3 separate regions of the Mus musculus genome follow, and regions 2 and 3 are each linked to region 1. Evidence: chromatin contacts called from public promoter capture Hi-C data. All regions are on one chromosome and are shown on one strand. The core of a region is the stretch at or near the end of the contact, and the rest is flanking DNA. Distances in the headings are between cores, read along the strand shown.

Region 1 (2,874 bases), core at 44-2,543:
TGAGGGTGTGACCTCTGGTAGGTTTTTCCTGGTCTGTCGAATGGTCCCACACTCTTGCAAATATGGGCAGCACTAACTGGATTTATTGGGTTACTAACACAAGAAATTTGAAATTATGAGGGGAGGTGTTGGGGGAAATATGGATTTCTTGGGGAGAATTGGAGGGAGCAAATGGAAGCGTATAAGATTATAGTTTATTGTATACTTGTATAAACTTCTCAAAGAAAAAAAAAGTCTACGGGTGTGGCACAGGTCTACAATCCCAGCGCTTGGGAGGCAGAAGCAGCTGAGTATCTGTGATCCCAAGGCCAGTTTAGTTTACATGGTGAGTTTCAGGCATCCAAGGCTAAATAGTGAGTCCCTGTTGCAAGAAAAAAAAATACTATTTACTACAGTGGATTTTGAATTTGAATACTTGGCTTCTAGGTAGATTACTTGTGTTGATGATGTGGATTCCAATCTTAGTTCTTGCAATAAATTAATAGCTGCACTCCATTTGTATAACCTGTTCATTCCTCACAAGGATAGGATAGTTCTTCTAATTATTCGGAATGGCTTTGGAGACAGAGAGACCTCAGTTGGAATCTGAGCTTTATTTTGTGTTTTGTTTGTCTGTTTTTGAGACAGCATCCTGCCTTCAAACTTACAATATAGCCTAGGATGACCTCGCATCGATTCTCCTGCCTTCAACCTCAAAGAATCGGGATTAGAAGTATATGTCACCTTGAGTTTTCGCTTGACAATGATTAAATTGGCAATAATACCTATAAGTAACTGCAGTATAGATTTCCCTGTGTTGGATTAAATTGGCCCCTGCAAGCACTACTGTATTTGATCACTATTCTTATTGCTACTACAGTGTGAGATTGGAAAAGCTATGTAACCTTTCTGAGCCTCTGTATTTTTATGAGGGAAAACGGATAATGACACACTCTTCATGAGTTCTTGTGAGCATTAAATGAAACGAATAAAGTATATTAGCCAGAACAATGCCTGGCATAAGGGAGGCTTAAATTTGTGGTCTGATGTCCGCTGTGGGCAAGATACTCAGGATAAACAGTTTGTTCTAAAGACAAAAGCAAAACCAAGGTAGGCAATCTGCAAACAATGAAACCGAAGGGAGCATTGCTTTTTTTTTCCCCCAAATGCAACTGACACGCCCCGCATTTGGGTTGGATCCGCCCAGTCCTCATTAAATATGGCTGCAAGCCCGACTACCCTATTGCGGTTGCGCATGCCGAAGCTCCTCCCAGCTGCTGCTTCTCGGTGGCGCTTTCCCCCCTGGCCGGCCCGAGGTGCCTGGAGCGGGCCCTCCGTGGCGCGCATGCGCAGACGCCGTCTTGGCAGAGCTAATACTCCAAGGCGCCTGTCACATGAGCCTCGCTCCCGCTCCGCTCCCCCTCCTCCCGGCTGGGCTGTGTGAATGAAGCTCTGCCGGCTACGTGGGGCGCTAGCTCTACTCGCCGTGTGGAACGCCAGAGCCGACTGAGCGCGCTGCCCACCGCCGGTGGACACGGGCTCCGCCGCGCCGGACCTCGGTGACAGGTAAAGGCAAATGGGCTTCCCTTCCCCAACAGGTCCTTCCCGGCTCACCGGCCGCCGGCCCACCCGAGGAGCCCCCCGGTACGGCGAGCAGGGAAGAACGCTCGCCTGCCACCGCGGTCCCCGGAGCTGGCGTTCCCTCTGCCCGGCCGCCACTGAAGGAGGTGGTGGACAGCCTGGTTCCTGCCAGAGCGGGGCGGCATCTCCTCGGCAGCCCAGCCCTGTTCTGGGGAGCAGGGTCCCCAGGCTGCCGATCGAAGTTTCCTTGCCAAGCGGCGCCAAGCCCACCCAGCTTTGAAAGCGGGGAGCTTGGCTGCCCGCGTCGCTTCTCCAGAGGACAGGGCTGGGGCGGCGTTCGCTGGGAAAGCGCAGCCGAGGCCAGGTTCGGCTTGCTCCTGCTTTGGACCCGCCACAGGTTTCTAGGGCTTCTTAGCGAAGTGCAGTCCAGACGGTCTGGGCGAAGAAGTTGGTGTGCGTTTTCGCCCTTTGCCGCCCAATGCGCTTAAGCTGCTGCTTCCAGAGGTTGGAGCCCCGCGCTCCAGCTCCTTTCCAAGTAATGGAAAGAAAGCTTTAGCTTTAGCTTAACTTTGACGTGCTTTTTACCTTTATGAACGTTTCAGAACAAATCAGTTGACTGAAGTTGGACGGGTGGCCCTGTGATAACGTCAGTGGAAGCTGCGCCGAGTAAATGAGGGGAAAGCCAGAAGGTGAAGCATTAAAAACCAGTGAGACTCCCCTTTACACATACTTCATAAATGTATTAGTAATTTCCCGGGTTGAATTTCAGAGCTGTTAAATTTCCCCTTGTTCCACGACGTGCTGATCAGTAAGTACTTCTTAACAGTAAAATAGGAGGGGGATGGGGAGTCGACTTAAACTGAGCCATGTTCCAGGTAAACTCATTGGAGCACTTTTCCCTGGTGAATTCATCCTTAGAGTTTAAGCTCTCTTTTTCTTGGATTTCAGGAGCCTCTCCTCATCCAAAGCCCAGTCTTTGTTGGAGTTTTGAGGACTGGCGCACACACGAACCCTTTTTGTTCTTTAAAGAAAAAGAGGTCATTAAAGAGGGCCAACACTATTCTCCAACTAGTATTAGCCTTAAGCGTTTGGGCTTTAGCTTTCCCACTTCAGAGTTGCACACGTTGGTTATGTAAAAATCAATGGAAGTAGGAATTCACCTCAGGACAAAAAGGTGAGGGCCTTTCTGGAAAAAAATACAAATTAGCTTTTATGCCCAATGAGGGAAATAAATTATTAAAAAACTTGTTTAAATGTACTGGGTGCTTAATATATGAAACTTCCAAACCAAACTAAGACACCCCCTCCCAAACT
Region 2 (2,892 bases), core at 311-2,810, 520 kb before region 1:
AGCCACAGTTCTGCTTCTAGGTACTGGTTTTGGCCTTTGTCCCTAAGCCACTGAGAATTTTATCTTCCAGAAAGACGTTTCACAACACTGGAGGGATACTTTGGAAATCACTATCTAAAAGGTGTGTGGGTATACTCTAAACCTTCAATTCTACAAGCAAGTCTAGGTCCCCAAATACAGGCTTAGGACTCCTGAGGAGGCCACATGGCTGGTGAGCAGACTCAGCAAAAGAGAGAGGTCCTTCCTACATCAAGGGTTTAAGTTTCTTGGGTATGCTTAGACTATTTCTCTGAGGACACCACCTTAATTCGAGTTCTTTGCGGGAGGGAATCTCACACTTGTCCTAAAGGAAAAAGTTACTGAACCAAAGTCCCTTAGAGAGGCCTGAGAGCTTCCTCTAAGGAAGGGCTCCATCGTATCTGCGACTCCTGGGGAATTCCCAATGCCAGTCACTTAGAGAAGATCTCAGGACTGCAAAAGAGTACTTTAACTTACTTAACTTAGAGCCCCTATCAAGTCCTCGGGGGAAGCCATGCCTCCACCACCAGGAAAGAATGTCAAGCCCAGCATCAAGACCTGGGTTTCTTGGACCAATCTCAAACATTTTCTTGCGCTCCTTCTCAGCCTGGTAGACTCACTCGCTGTTTCTGCCCAACAGCCCCTCACCTTCCAGCCCTTACCTGTTCTACAGTGGCGGGATCCATGGCCTCGATTCGCGCTGCGGCAGCTTCATACTCGTCTTCACTGTTGTAGCCCGCTCCGACCTCTTCACGTTCCGGACTGGCCCCGCCAACTGCGCCAACGCCGGGAGCTTGACGCCGCCGCTTGCTGTGCCCGGGCCCCGAGCAGCAGCCGCCCACGCCCACGGTACCACCCACGCCCACCACCACCCCTGCCGCGCCCACCCCCGCAGTTGTCGCACCAAGAGCGTCACCAGGACCGCCGCCGGGGCCACCGGGGCCCCCACAAGGAGGTGGAGAAGCCTGCTGTGGCCGAGGGCCCGCGACTGCGCCAGGCGGCACGGCCAGTGCCCAACGATGAAGAGCACCAGGCGGCCCCGGGAGCGGGCCCTGAGGTGGCGGCGAAGCCCGGGGACGGGCCCCCACGACGCCGGAGTCACGGTCGCGCTCTCCTCCGCCCACACCCGTGCCGCCGCCACCCACGCCTACACCCGCACCGCGCCGAGGCGCCGGGGGCAGCGGCCCGGGCGGCGGCGGTTCGTTGGCCGGGTCGGCGTCGGGAGGTGGCGGCTTCTTTTTGGGGAGAATAGTCATGGCGGCACCGCCAAGTACCCCACAGCAAAGCAAACGCGGAGAACGCCGGGAGAGAACCCGGATGAGGGGGCTACGGTCGTGCGCGAGGCACGACGGGAACAGCAAGGCCTGGATAAAGAGATCAGGACACCGGTTCGAGGACCGCAGACGGGACGCGGGTCACGCCCAGGAGGAGATCCCGGATGTGAAGTCCAGTGGGACGGTACGGAGACGGATTGGTCGCAGCCTTGTCTCCCTCCAAGGCCGGCCGAGCTCTCTGCTACCTGGTTCCGGGATTCGGCTTCAGAGGAAACACAACCAAAACAAGCACCGCTTCGCCCCGCCCCTCCGCAGGTTCCTCAACTACCGGGTGGGGCTTCCTGGTTGTGCGCATGCACAACAGGACGCAGCCCCGCCCCCTGCACGGAAGTACGTGGGCAAAAGGCTCGCCCGCCGGGACGACTGCAGACACCAGCCAATTGAAGAGGCGCGTAAAGCCTTGACGACACCCACTGGCCAATCCGGGTTGAGCGCTCGTTCTCAAGTCCTCCGCCTCGAATTTCAAAGTCGGCAGCCTTCTTCCCAGCTTCTCCTTTCGGCTCCCAGTCTATGCTTTACTTTCCCCGAGGTTTGAGCTCAGAGGCGTCGGCACTGTGCATAAACAGAGCGGTCTGTCTTACTATATACAGTAAGACTCGGCTCTCCAAGGATTCCATCTGGAACTCAGTTACACTCACTGGAAAACATCAACATTCCCAGAGCACAGCGTCCCCTCTGGCGTCACTTCCTGTTCCTCCCATCCGCCAACCCAAGAGGGTGGGTCCTACTTCACCCTGGCAACAGTCGTAATCTTGCGGTGATTAGTTCCACGAAGCTGTCCATCACTTCAGATGGGCCAACCGATAGACAGACGTGCACCGTACTGATAGTGTTTGGCGGAAAAACACGCCTTCTCTGTCACCTCCGCCCTCTTACCCTCACGTTCACCTCTAGCGTCTGTCTATTGCGCAGGCTCGGTACAGGCTTTTCACCCCCCCTACCACCAAAACAAAACAAAACAAAAGTTTACTCAGGAAAAGAGAATATTTACGAAACAAGACTGTCAGCAGCTAGTGTCACCCAGTGGTGTTGGCAAACTCCTTGATATTGAGCAGCTAAAACGCTAATACTATCTTGGCCCTTAATGTCTGAGTGTTTGGAACAAGTCAGTTCACACCCAATCTAGTCTCTATTTCTACTTCTCTATAGATTAGCGATAACTTTTCTTTCTTTCTTTTTTTTTTTTATTTAGTTTTTTCGAGAAAAGGTTTCTCTGTGTAGCCCTGGCTGTCCTGGAACTCACTCTGTAGACCAGGCTGGCTTCAACTCAGAGAGATCCTCTTGCCTCTGTCTCCTGAGTGCTGGGATTAAACCACCACCCAGCAGCAATAATTTCTATGTGGTAGAAATGAAAGCCAATAAATGGCCGGGTTCTGTGCATTGTACACAGTAAGTGCTATATAAGTTAGAACCTGTGGTAGTGCAGAAAAATCCTGGACGTTGATTCCTTATAAGGAAAACATCAGTTCTAGGCACACGTGGATCATTATGAACTATTGACTTTGTACAAATCATTGTCTCTTTTGAGATTACATAACAA
Region 3 (2,700 bases), core at 107-2,606, 580 kb before region 1:
TCTACCACTGAGCCCCTATGACTGTTTCTGACAATACAGTATTCTCAGAGAGTTCTACGTGAAACTAGATTTGAAGAACAGAGTCCCTCAAATCCTAGAACCAGGAGCCAAAAACAAAATGGTTTTTGTTACTATCAAAAATCAGTAAGAGTTGTCATGTGCCTGGCAGGGGTGGTTCACGCCTTTAATCCCAGAACTTGGGGGGCAGAGGCAGGAGGATTTCTTAGTTCAAGACTACAGAGTGAGTTCCAGGACAGCCAGGGCTACACCACAGAGTAACCGTGTCTGGGAGGGGGGGGGGGGAGTTGTCGTGTCAGGCTTCAATAGTGTTAACTAGCAAACGTTATTTAAGTAAAATATAAACAGGGTGACTGACACTCGGTTCGACACAAAAAGCACGTCCAGAGAAACCCTTGTGTCCTTTTAAAACCTAAATCGGACAAATCAAAAGACCGTGCGGAAAAGCCAGGTGCCATCTGGCTTAGCCCACAGTGAGTTCACACATGCCCTATCCTATGTCAAAAGCCAGCCTGAGAAAAGCGACACGAAGAAACCCTGTGGATATTGGCTCCACGCCTCTCCTCCCTCACCGCCGGAATGGATCTGCCCAGCGTTTCTCTTTTGGCTCACAAAGGGGGTCTAGGAGAAGAGCCAGGGCAACAGTGCGATAGTTTGTCCCACACCGCACATACTGGGACACTCCACGGTGGCGGTTTTTTGACGAAGTCCGAGTGGGAGGGGCCATGCCGGATGCGCAGAGGCAGTGAAGTTTCCGAGCCTCCCGGGTCAGGGACTTGACACTGCAGCCCCTGCCTTCCCCGCCCGCCTCCCGTTGTCCGCCTGAGCGTCGCGCGGACTGTCCCGAAGCCTGTGCCCATCGCCGTACCAAGGTTCGCGAGCGTACTCCTCCATGGCGCCAGAGTCCGGCCTGGCGCAGTCGGTGGCGCGGGCGAGACACTCCCCCCGTCCCCCTCCCGCTCCGAAACGCCCACAAGCTCTGAGGCGCTGTACGTAGACCAAGGGAACAATTGGTTCTTCTCTGCTTACGTAAGGCCAACGGCGCGCTCTTATTGGCTAGCCAGAAGGGCCACATCCGTTCCATGTAAGCGTCGGATGCGACCAGTTAATTGCACCTGGGGAGAGTCGAGGAGCCTGTTGTGCTTTAAACCAAGAGCCCTTCGGTGTTGGTAAGCACTGTGCCAATGAGGGAGAGGAGGGTAAGGAGATAGACTTTGACTAATCGCACAGTTGTACTGGTAAGGCTGGGGTGTAAGCTTTCTTTTAAAGCTGGAGATGGCGTTGGCATTGTATCTCCCCCATCCTAGCGCCTTGGTTCCGCCCACCGTGCGGACTTTGAGGAACGTTGGGTGATCCCATTTCTGGGTTGCGGGTGTGTGGCACTTGGTCCCTTGGGTGATGGGTGGAGCCTTGGTCTAGAGAGGAACTGGGTCTTTGGTCCATCCGGTCTCCAGTGCCTGGGTCCGGAGAGTTCTGCTGATCCTAATTCTGGCCATATTGCTACATATCTCTTTTATCTTTTAGCACGCATTTTTGTTCTCTTCCAGCTACTGTTGCAGTTACGTAGGTGTGTGTGTGTGTGTGTGTGTGTGTGTGTGTGTGTGTGTGTGTGTGTGTGTGTGAACACACGCGTGGTTACTGGCTATCCAGATTGAAATGTTAATCAGATCTGCCCTTCAGTACTGTCTTGTCTGTTTCTAGGTCTGGTCAGCTACCCACTATGCCGCTTCCTGTTGCGCTGCAGACCCGCTTGGCGAAGAGGGGCATCCTCAAACATCTGGAGCCGGGTGAGAAAACTAAAAGCAGATGCATCTATCATGTGCCAGTGTTAATAGACGTTCTGCTGTTTATTCTATTCTTTATTCCCCCTTTTCTCCGCCCCCTCCCGCCCCTGTCGAACCTAGGTGTTTGCTAAGTAAGTGCTCTGCCATCTTCTGCCGTCCTAGTGTGCATCTTCCCCCGCCCCCTTGTACTGCTGGGGTTAGACCAGAGCTCTTGGATGCGCTCTATTGAAGTATATCTCCTTGACTGGCACCTTGGTTTTGATACTTGGTATCTTGCATGGCCTGGCAGGCATCTCGTTGTCAATATAATTTTTTCTGATATTCATTACTTCTTCGTGGTTGGTGGGTGCTGTGTGAAGTGTAAGGCTGGAGGGATAGCTTTAATTTAAGTCATGAATCAAGTGGACACGGTGGCAGGTACAAATATCTCAGGTACTAAGGAGGCTGAGCTACAAACATGGCTTGAGTCCAGGAGGTCAAGGCCAGACATGGCAATTTGGCAAGACCCAGTCTTCAAAAAATAAAAAACAAATAGACATAAGTATGGTGGCATTCATCTGTAGTCCCCAGCATGGCTGGGGCAGGTAAAAGGGATCACAGGAGACAGCCTGGTTTACATACTGAATTCTAGGCCAGATATACATGTGTCTGTGTGTGTATGTACACATGTATATATGTGTATATATATGTGTGTGTATCAGAAAATAAGTAAAATAAACCCATGACTGCATGGTATTTAACTAATTAATGTTTGAGACATGGTCTCATTCTGTACTTCTGGCAGGCCTGGGACCCATTCTGTATATCAGGCTGGCTTTGCATTCATCAAGATCTGCCTGTCTCCGCTTTCCTAATGCTAGGATTAAGGGTCCAAAAAGGCATCTGATCTATCCTGCAG

Evidence for each region. Promoter capture Hi-C pulls out the DNA fragments that hold promoters and counts their contacts. Capture Hi-C pulls out chosen DNA fragments and counts their contacts.
Region 2: a contact with region 1 is called in a promoter capture Hi-C map of pancreatic islet. The contact joins the promoter of Otud5 here to the promoter of Clcn5 in region 1. A contact is called at or near these places in 2 of 39 promoter capture datasets (the SN4741 cell line and pre-B cells), 1 of 484 Hi-C or Micro-C datasets (embryonic stem cells) and 1 of 9 other capture datasets (pancreatic islet).
Region 3: a promoter capture Hi-C map of pre-B cells shows a contact between it and region 1, with 4 times the contacts expected there. The contact joins the promoter of Pqbp1 here to the promoter of Clcn5 in region 1. A contact is called at or near these places in 3 of 39 promoter capture datasets (the 3T3-L1 cell line, pre-B cells and stem cell-derived epiblast-like cells) and 1 of 484 Hi-C or Micro-C datasets (the C2C12 cell line).

The regions. Positions count from the first base shown.
Region 1 is chrX:7,317,777-7,320,650 of GRCm38.p6, reverse strand. It overlaps Clcn5 (chloride channel, voltage-sensitive 5), which reads left to right and starts at 1,293. Exons shown (of 14, transcript NM_001243762.1): 1 at 1,293-1,545.
Region 2 is chrX:7,840,499-7,843,390 of GRCm38.p6, reverse strand. It overlaps Otud5 (OTU domain containing 5), which reads right to left and starts at 1,560. Exons shown (of 9, transcript NM_138604.3): 1 at 681-1,560. The coding sequence starts at 1,274.
Region 3 is chrX:7,897,656-7,900,355 of GRCm38.p6, reverse strand. Pqbp1 (polyglutamine binding protein 1) reads left to right here and starts at 1,356. Exons shown (of 7, transcript NM_019478.4): 1 at 1,356-1,585; 2 at 1,720-1,805. The coding sequence starts at 1,739. It overlaps Timm17b (translocase of inner mitochondrial membrane 17b), which reads right to left and starts at 1,020. Exons shown (of 6, transcript NM_011591.5): 1 at 887-1,020. The coding sequence starts at 912.